Regions from separate parts of the Danio rerio genome. Here region 1 is linked to region 2. Evidence: chromatin contacts called from public Hi-C data. All regions are on one chromosome and are shown on one strand. Each heading gives the region's core, a stretch centred on a gene start, on an enhancer-like site or on the middle of the called end of the contact. The rest is flanking DNA. Distances are from core to core; before and after follow the strand shown.

Evidence for each region. Hi-C and Micro-C count contacts between places; a contact is called where the count stands out from the background.
Region 1: a contact with region 2 is called in a Hi-C map of hematopoietic stem cells, with 2.8 times the contacts expected there. The contact joins the promoter of dph6 here to the promoter of meis2a in region 2. A contact is called at or near these places in 3 of 18 Hi-C or Micro-C datasets (caudal fin, embryo and hematopoietic stem cells) and 3 of 4 datasets of contacts at active chromatin or transcription factors (embryo, gastrula embryo and pancreas).

Annotation. Positions count from the first base shown.
Region 1 is chr17:59,335,085-59,339,351 of GRCz12tu, forward strand. dph6 (diphthamine biosynthesis 6) reads left to right here and starts at 2,782. Exons shown (of 8, transcript NM_001013290.2): 1 at 2,782-2,898; 2 at 2,992-3,083; 3 at 4,002-4,195. The coding sequence starts at 2,876.
Region 2 is chr17:58,953,625-58,957,766 of GRCz12tu, forward strand. meis2a (Meis homeobox 2a) reads left to right here and starts at 2,642. Exons shown (of 13, transcript NM_131896.1): 1 at 2,642-2,789; 2 at 3,064-3,284; 3 at 3,615-3,756; 4 at 3,970-4,020. The coding sequence starts at 2,778.

The DNA.
Region 1 (4,267 bases), core at 1,532-4,031, 380 kb after region 2:
TTGAGGTAAGGGACGTTTTCATTTTCATTGTATTTCTTTTGATTCGATTCGCGCCTTCTGATTGGTTCTCGGGATTTAGCGGCTTCTGCCAACAAACTGTTATTTCTGAATGCGTGCCTAAAGCGTTCACTCGGTGTCATTATCTCATTTTTACTAGAAGTGGCGTTACGCGGATTTTGCATCTGAACTCTTCAAATATTTATGGACCTAACTGCACATCACTATTTAGGCTTAAATTAAATTGTTGCATGACATAAATATATATACACTGATTAAACACTTCTGGATATATTCACACACTGCTGACACACACACTGGGTTTAACCCCTTTATTATAGTGGTTTTGCATAATAGGTGTCCATTAAATAATACAAACCAACTTTTTCTGATTCTATTCAGTCAACATTTATTTTAATGTGTTGTTTAAAATAAAATGTTGAAAATGTTGTTTCAGTTTTGGTCATTTTACATTGAGAAGCTGCTTTGAAAACAATCAAGCAATCTGTGTTGTTAAAGCACTGTGGGATAAAACAGGCTGGAGTGAAGAAAACATCCCCTCAATGTTCTCATTTGGTTCCTCCAGAAAATCCCCATCAGGCCGTGTGTGTGTGTGTGTGTGTGTGTGTGTGTGCGGTGTGTGTTTTCTGCAGATCTGCTCTCCGCCGGGTGTGTTTTCTGCTGTTAATGGTGCTGCTGCTGCTGCTGTACGCTGTGTTTTCTGCTCTTCTGCTGTTAATTGTGCTGCTGGGCTTCAGCCTCAGTAAATCAGCGGCGTGCGCAGTGTGTTCAGGGCCGCAACACACAGTCTCTTTCAATACTCACACACCAGACAGAATGTGTAGCCGTCGGCCAGCTCAGGGGAACCAACAACACACACACACACACACACACACACACACACACACACACACACACACACACACACACACACACACACACACACACATTCAACAGCACACAAACAAACACACTAATACACAGAACATACAAGAACACACCACACACACACACACACACACAGCGAGACCGTAACACTACTTTACACCAACACAAACAGGCCTCATTCTTATGTCATGATCATTTGTTTATCTGAGCAACTGGACAAACATTTTACTGATTATTTTGTCAATTAATCAATTCATCATCAAACTACTCTAATCAACTGGATCGATTAATCAATCCATCCATCCATCCCTGCAACCATCCATCATTAATCAATCAGTTCATTCATCCATTAATCCATTCATCAATCAAATAACCAACCAAATCAAGTCAAATCAACCAAATCAATCAATCAATCAATCAATCAATCAATCATCCATCCAACCAACTAAATCAATTAACCAAACAACCAAGCAACCAATCAAATCAACCAACCAACCAACCAACCTATCAATCAATCAATCAATCAATCAATCAATCAATCAACTAACACACCAACGAACCAATCAATCAATCAATCAACCAATCAATCATATAATTAACCAAATAAGTCAACCAACCAACCAATCAAAACAACCAAGCAGCCAATCAATCAATCAACCAACCAACACACCAATCAACACGCCAACCAATCAACCAATCAATCAATCAATCAACCAACACGCCAACCAATCAATCAATCAATCAACCAACACGCCAACCAATCAACCAATCAATCAATCAACCAACTAATCAACCAATCAAATCAATCAACCAATTAATCAATCAATCAATCAACCAAACAACTGACCAACCAATCGATCAATCAACCAATTAATCAATCAATCAATCAGTCTTTCAGTATGACCGTTGCATGTTATAAGCACAATAACTATGCCAGCTGAAAAATCCAGCTTAAACCAGCCTAAGCTGGTTGGCTGGTTTTAGCTGGTCGACCAGGCTGGTTTTAGAGGTGTTTTGGCCACTTCCAGGCTGGTTTCCAGCCATTTCCAGCCTGGTCTTAGCTGGTCAGGCTGGGAGATGACCAGCTAAAACCAGCTTGACCAGCATAGCCAAGCTGGGAGTCCAGCCAAAACCAGCTATATCCAGCTTAAACCAGGCTGGTCAAGCTGGTTTTAGCTGGATTTGGCTGATCATTTTCCAGCCTGACCAGCTAGGACCAGGCTGGAAATGGCTGGAAACCAGCCTGGAAATGGCCAAAACCCCTCTAAAACCAGCCTGGTCGACCAGCTAAAACCAGCCAACCAGCCTAGGCTGGTTTAAGCTGGATTTTTCAGCAGGGTATGCGTCCCTCTGTCCCTCATTATTAGACAACCCAGAGTTCTCAAAGTTTTGATCAGGTTTACTTCCAGCTGCTTTCACAGGTTCAGTTCTGCAGTCAGCGGATGTTAGAAACATTAGCATAACACAGTATTTACACAGTGTTTATGACATTTTGAATTAAAATGTTTAGAGCACATTCAAAACTAACAAGCAGGCTTTCTGAACATTGAGAGTTTAGCTTGCAGAAATGGTGTTTTGCAAACTCAGTGGAAATGTTTGACCTTATTTTCCCTCATTAACATGTGGAGAATCAAGACCAAACCCAAAACAGGCTTATTATTCCAAATAAGCAGAGTTGATCTCTTGTTTTGGGTAATTTAAGGTCAAAATAAGAAACAAAAAGTGTTGTGTTTTATTTAATAGAGACTCTAGATTGATGTCTTCATAAAACATCTCTATTTTCACAAGTTTCAAAGAGGTTTAAGCCAGCCCGTGAGTGCAGAGATTAGCGGGAGAGTTTCACTCAGGCGGATCGTCGGACAGCCTCCTGCAGGGGTCCTTCAGTCTCCCGGAAGCGCGGCAGTGTTTACAGCGGTGTGGAGCAGCACGTGTGTGTATTTGTGTGTGTGTTTTGAGCTCAAACTTACCGGTTTTGCAGACGGTGAACATCATGAGGGTGGTCGGGCTCATCAGGTAACGGGACACGGCGATCAACACACAAACAGATAATAAAGTGAACTGACAGCATGTGTTTATACGTGTGTGTGATTATGTGTGTGTGTGCAGTGGCGGCAAGGACAGCTGCTTTAACATGCTGCAGTGTGTGTCTGCCGGACACTCTATAGTCGCTCTGGCAAACCTCAGACCTGCAGACCACGGTGAGGAGAACGAACACACACACACACACACACACACATATATGTATATATATATATATATATATATATATATATATATATATATATATATATATATATAACACCAGCCTCCTCCTCCTTCTCATCATCATACAATGGGGTTTATAACTAATAAAGACACGTCATTGTAAATACTTGTAAACACAAGTGACAGCCACGTGGCGTCGGCGCAGACAACATTTCTAACCGGCATGCATCGATTTAAGACAATCGATCTGAGCAGCTGCAAGAAGTCGGAACACACCTATTAACAGCCTAACAGACTCCTCCTACTCACAATTTCAGTTTGATGTCATAGCGATGACAGCTGGAGGGGCGTGGTCGAGGCGTAGCAACCTGGGGGGTCAGGGGCGTGGCTGTCCCCCTCACTTTTAGAGACAGACCATTCAGAAACAGGTGATTGAGAATACAGCTGGCCCTCCCACTTTTAAAATGTCCACTCCCCTGGGCGTGGTTAAATATGTTAGCCACGCCCACTACCTAAGAAATATGGTACAGTCTAGATGGGATACACGGCCGGCCGGAAGTGCAGTATGCACATCAATATAGCAGCATTTGTTTATGACGCTGTATATCCATAATTAATATGTTTACAGTACTGTGACATGTGGGTGGAGGTCGACATTGATAAAATCATCATATTTTTGTAATTGATATTTAATATAATGATATTTTTAATGCCCTACACAGATGAACACTCCTCCTTTTTACTCCAGCACTATATTCTCTGAGCTCTGACAGTCCCTCTGTATATTGAGCTCTTGTTGTTGTGTACTGCCTCTGCTTGTTGAATCGCTGAATGCCTCCTCAACTGTAATTGGCCAGAAGCGTGCGCTGAATGACTGAGTGTAGGTGACATCTGCTTGTGTTGTGTGTCAGCGGCTTCAGATGAGCTGGACAGCTACATGTACCAGACTGTGGGTCATCAGGCTGTGGATCTGATAGCAGAGGCCATGGGTTTGCCGCTCTACAGGCGCACTATTGAGGGCTCGAGTGTGCATATCGACAGAGAGTACAGCCCCACTGATGGAGACGAGGTGGAGGATCTCTATCAGCTGCTCAAACACGTCAAGGTAAAACCAGCGTGAGAGAGTGTGTGTGTGTGTGTGTGCTTTATTGTTAACTTGGTTTTGCAGTGATTGCAT
Region 2 (4,142 bases), core at 1,392-3,891:
CTAAAGCGGTAAACAGAGGAATGATTATCTTAACATAAATATTCACTGTAGAACAAGAGCTGCGAGGGGGGAAACATGCAGACACACATCAGAACTGGAATCAAAGAGGAATATCTGCAAATAGCCTACATAGGCCTATTATTATTATCTAAATCCTAATTAATTTTAAGACTAAATATTTAAAGTTGATTTAAAACGCACGAATGAAAAGCGCGAATCAAGTGTTAGTGTTGTTCTGTTGTTGTTTATTTATTTACTTATATATTTATTAAACGCATTTATAAACTACCGCCTTTTGTGACCTGTTGTTCTGTAGAAATGTGTTTATAGTGCGTCTATATTTTAATAATCACTGCAAATAACTTTACATCGGAATTATCGGATTAAATAATGAGACTTTCTTTCATGTTGAAAATGAAACTGTTTGCAAAGATACAAAAAGATCTGCCTCCGAGATGTGTTTTGCATTAAGCATCTACATTGTAATTCCTGTAATAGTTTTATTTAATTTATTTACGTTTAAAGGAAGTGCTTTTAAAAGAGGTTTTGTAGTTGAAATGCATTCCCCGACGCAGCTGGGCAGAGACATGGAGAGCTTTAACCCTAAAATGACCTCAATTTGACACCAGCAGATGAAATTTTACCGTCTGTTAATGCCATCTTTTAGGTGGACCCCTGTTCAAAACACTTATTTACAGCTTTTAAATAGATTATTTTAAAATCAATATAGTATTTATTTTTAATGTAACTGAAATAAGAGGCGGGTTTGATATTTCCCATATCTATTTTGAAAGTAAAAGCGTGTTTTATAAACTGTATATATATTTTTTGAGTGTGTGACACAATTAGCCTAGATGTTGTCTCGGAAAAGGTGTTTTTTTTTAAATAGCGGAGAATCAGTGTAATAAAAACCGAAATGTGCGCACTTTCGTAGGCATGAAAAAGTATTATTTCACTTGTTGGAAAGCATGCACAACATTTAATAGTTCTTGTAAATTATATTTACATTTATTATAGCTGTACTTATTTAGAATTGTACTTATTTTTAAAGTTGTTGAAATAATAATAATAATAATAATAATAATAATAACAATAATAATAATACATAAATAAATGATCATAAAGCATTTTTTATATATAATTTCCAGAAGAGGTTGTGTGGTTGAGCAGAATGCGCCGCGCTCGTCCTCAGCTTTCTGTGTGTTTGCGTTGGACTTACCGCGTGCGTTTCTCCGGTCGTCCTCGCGCTAAAGCAGTGGTCAGACATGCACGCGTTCTGTGTCCACTGCAGTCGCTATTGCACAGTGAACCCGTGCACTTTCTCCCCGTGCATGCTCTTCCCTCCCCTCTGTCATAAACAGAGTTCAGTTGTTGCATTTACGAAAATCCTCTTTTTAATTGCCGGCTTGATTAAAAAGTCGAGGCGTCGGCTTTTGTGCTGACCTCTCTGCCGCCGAGCTCTGCTCCACTAACCCGCAAATTGTTAATTTGGACAACAAAACAAGCGCTAAATGTAGACATTTATGCATAAACGCGGATCGATAGGATGATGATGATGTCACGCGCGCGCGGCGATATGCACACGCAGGCTGGCTATATGATCATTGATGAGGAGCGGTGTTTTAAGGGTCTGTTTGTGGTGTTTAGGGGCCATCTGTAGCACAATCAATATCATCGCTCCTCCTCTGAAACTTCAGAGTTCCTAATGATTGATGATCTCTTTGATAATTGAGGAGCGCGCGCGGCTCGCGTTTCAATTTTTGTGACTAAAGACATTCCCGAGGAGTTGATGCAGCTTTGGAAAAGTTTAGTTGTCTAGATAAAAAAGAGGGGGGGGGGGGGTGGCTCGTTGTGAGTGTGACACTTGATATCTAGCTGCAGTTGTAGTTTTAAAACGCGCAAAGTGCGCAAGACTTTGTTTTCTCCAGGCGCAATAACAGCGCAGTTTTAATAACGCGTTGGCCGCCTGCCCAGCGCACTGTCGCGTCTTTTTCTGAGCGCGTTTTCTGTGAGTGGGATTTTGTGCGTGGCTCCCCCCTCGCGCACTGGACGCTCGCCTCTCGCGCAGGCTTTGGCGTGGAGCTCGTGCAGGACTGGCTGTGCTCAGCGCCACTTCCGGCTTCCGTCATTTCATTCTCCCGCCGATGCGCGCAGCTCAACTCACTGTGTTCTATAAGCGAGCGAGCGGCCGACCTGCCAACACTCACTGACACTCACTCATCTCCGACCGCGCACGAGACCGCCGCATTTCTCTTTTCAAAAACTCTTCTCTTTTTCCCTCTTTTTTCCTCGTCTAAATCCTCCTCGCTACACTCCAGCAGTGGTAGTGGTAGTAATAAAACAAGAAAGCGGACCGGAGGCATAAAGGAGACAGGGACTTGTGGGATGAAAACGGGGCTCTAAAAAGATTCATCCTCTCCCGAACATCATCACCAACCATCATTCATTCATTACCTTGACAACCTCTGGCTTTGATTGACAGCTGGAGTGGCAAAAAGCCATGAGACACGACAGTTTAGTTACATGCAGGTTGTTGATGGGCCGGCTGTAACCTTCAGTTTGGTGCTTGACTTTTTTTTTCCCTTTCTTTTCTGGGGGGCAAAGAGGAAAAGAAGAATAATTGCAAAACTCTTCCCGATGCCCGCGCTCGTCCGTGTTGGAGAATAGGAGAGAATTCGGCTCGAAAAAGGGGGCATCTTTGCGGCGCATGAGTTTGTGAGCGGACTGGGAAATTAAATCTACGACACAGATCCAGAGGTTTATTGGAGCGCAGGCTGATGGCGCAAAGGGTAGGTTTAAAATCTCCAACACTCACCTCCACCAATGCACTATCTATCACAGGCCTCGACTGTCGCCGCACGCGCAAAACTACTTGAGCCTGACGCACTTTGCTGGGAATATCCTGAGCTCCGGGCTCCTGCTTTTGCTCGCTGCGCTTTTACAACTTCAACATGTTTTTGGTAATTACGGGCAAACTGCACGACTTTCCTCGCGTTTTCGCACACTTTCGCTTCTTTGTCTCCTTTTTTCTGTGCTCTTGCTGACTTTCTGCTTCTCTTGCAGTACGATGAGCTGGCTCACTACGGCGGCATGGACGGGGTCGGGATGTACGGGGATCCACACGCGCCTCGGCCGCTCCCGCAGGTCCACCATCTGAACCACGGACCGCCGCTCCACGCCAGCCAGCATTACGGCACACATGCCCCCCATCCCAATGTCATGCCCACCAGCATGGGCTCAGCTGTCAACGACGTGTTAAAGAGGGATAAAGATCAAATTTACGGGTGAGTTCCGCATTAAAATCGGATCCGCGGACTCCAGAGCCGCTTCGATTTCTGCTAACGTTTTCCCCGCAGCTTCGAGGAACTTTTCTCCTCGGGATTTTGGGAGCGAATCCACGCTTTGGACTTTGATTTATTTCAGAATCGCCTCAACAAACTTTTATTCGCTTTAAGTTCAAATCTGCTCAGATCGCCAAACCCCGACGCGATTTCGAGACTTCCGAGTTCTGCAGAATTATTACTGATTGTTTCGCGTGTCTGTTTTTGCTCATTATTGCTCTGTGCATTGACATGGCTGAGATCTAAAAGGCTGGCGTGTTGTTGTTTCTGCAGCCATCCTCTGTTTCCTCTCCTGGCTCTGGTCTTCGAGAAGTGCGAGCTGGCCACATGCACTCCCCGCGAGCCCGGGGTGGCCGGCGGAGACGTCTGCTCCTCGGACTCCTTCAACGAGGACATCGCTGTCTTCGCCAAACAGGTCCATACGCGCTGCAACACTTCCACCCGAAGACTTTCTGTTTTGTTTACACTTGGAAGTTCTAAGTAGCCGCATTAAATCGGCGCTTTTTCTACACTTAAACCAGATTAGCAACGATTTGAATTTTAATGCATAATTAAAATCTTACTATTGAATTGCTGCACATCGATTGCTATTAACCTCCATTCCCGTGTGTGTGTGTGTGTGTTTTAGGTCCGCGCTGAAAAACCTTTATTTTCTTCGAATCCAGAATTGGATAATTTGGTAAGGACACAAATCAGACTGTCTTTAAGAAGAGACTATCTTTAGTATTTTTTTTATTATTTTCTTTCGTCGGATTTGGAGATAGTAAAAGCAAATACGAGGATTTTTGATGTGTGACAGGA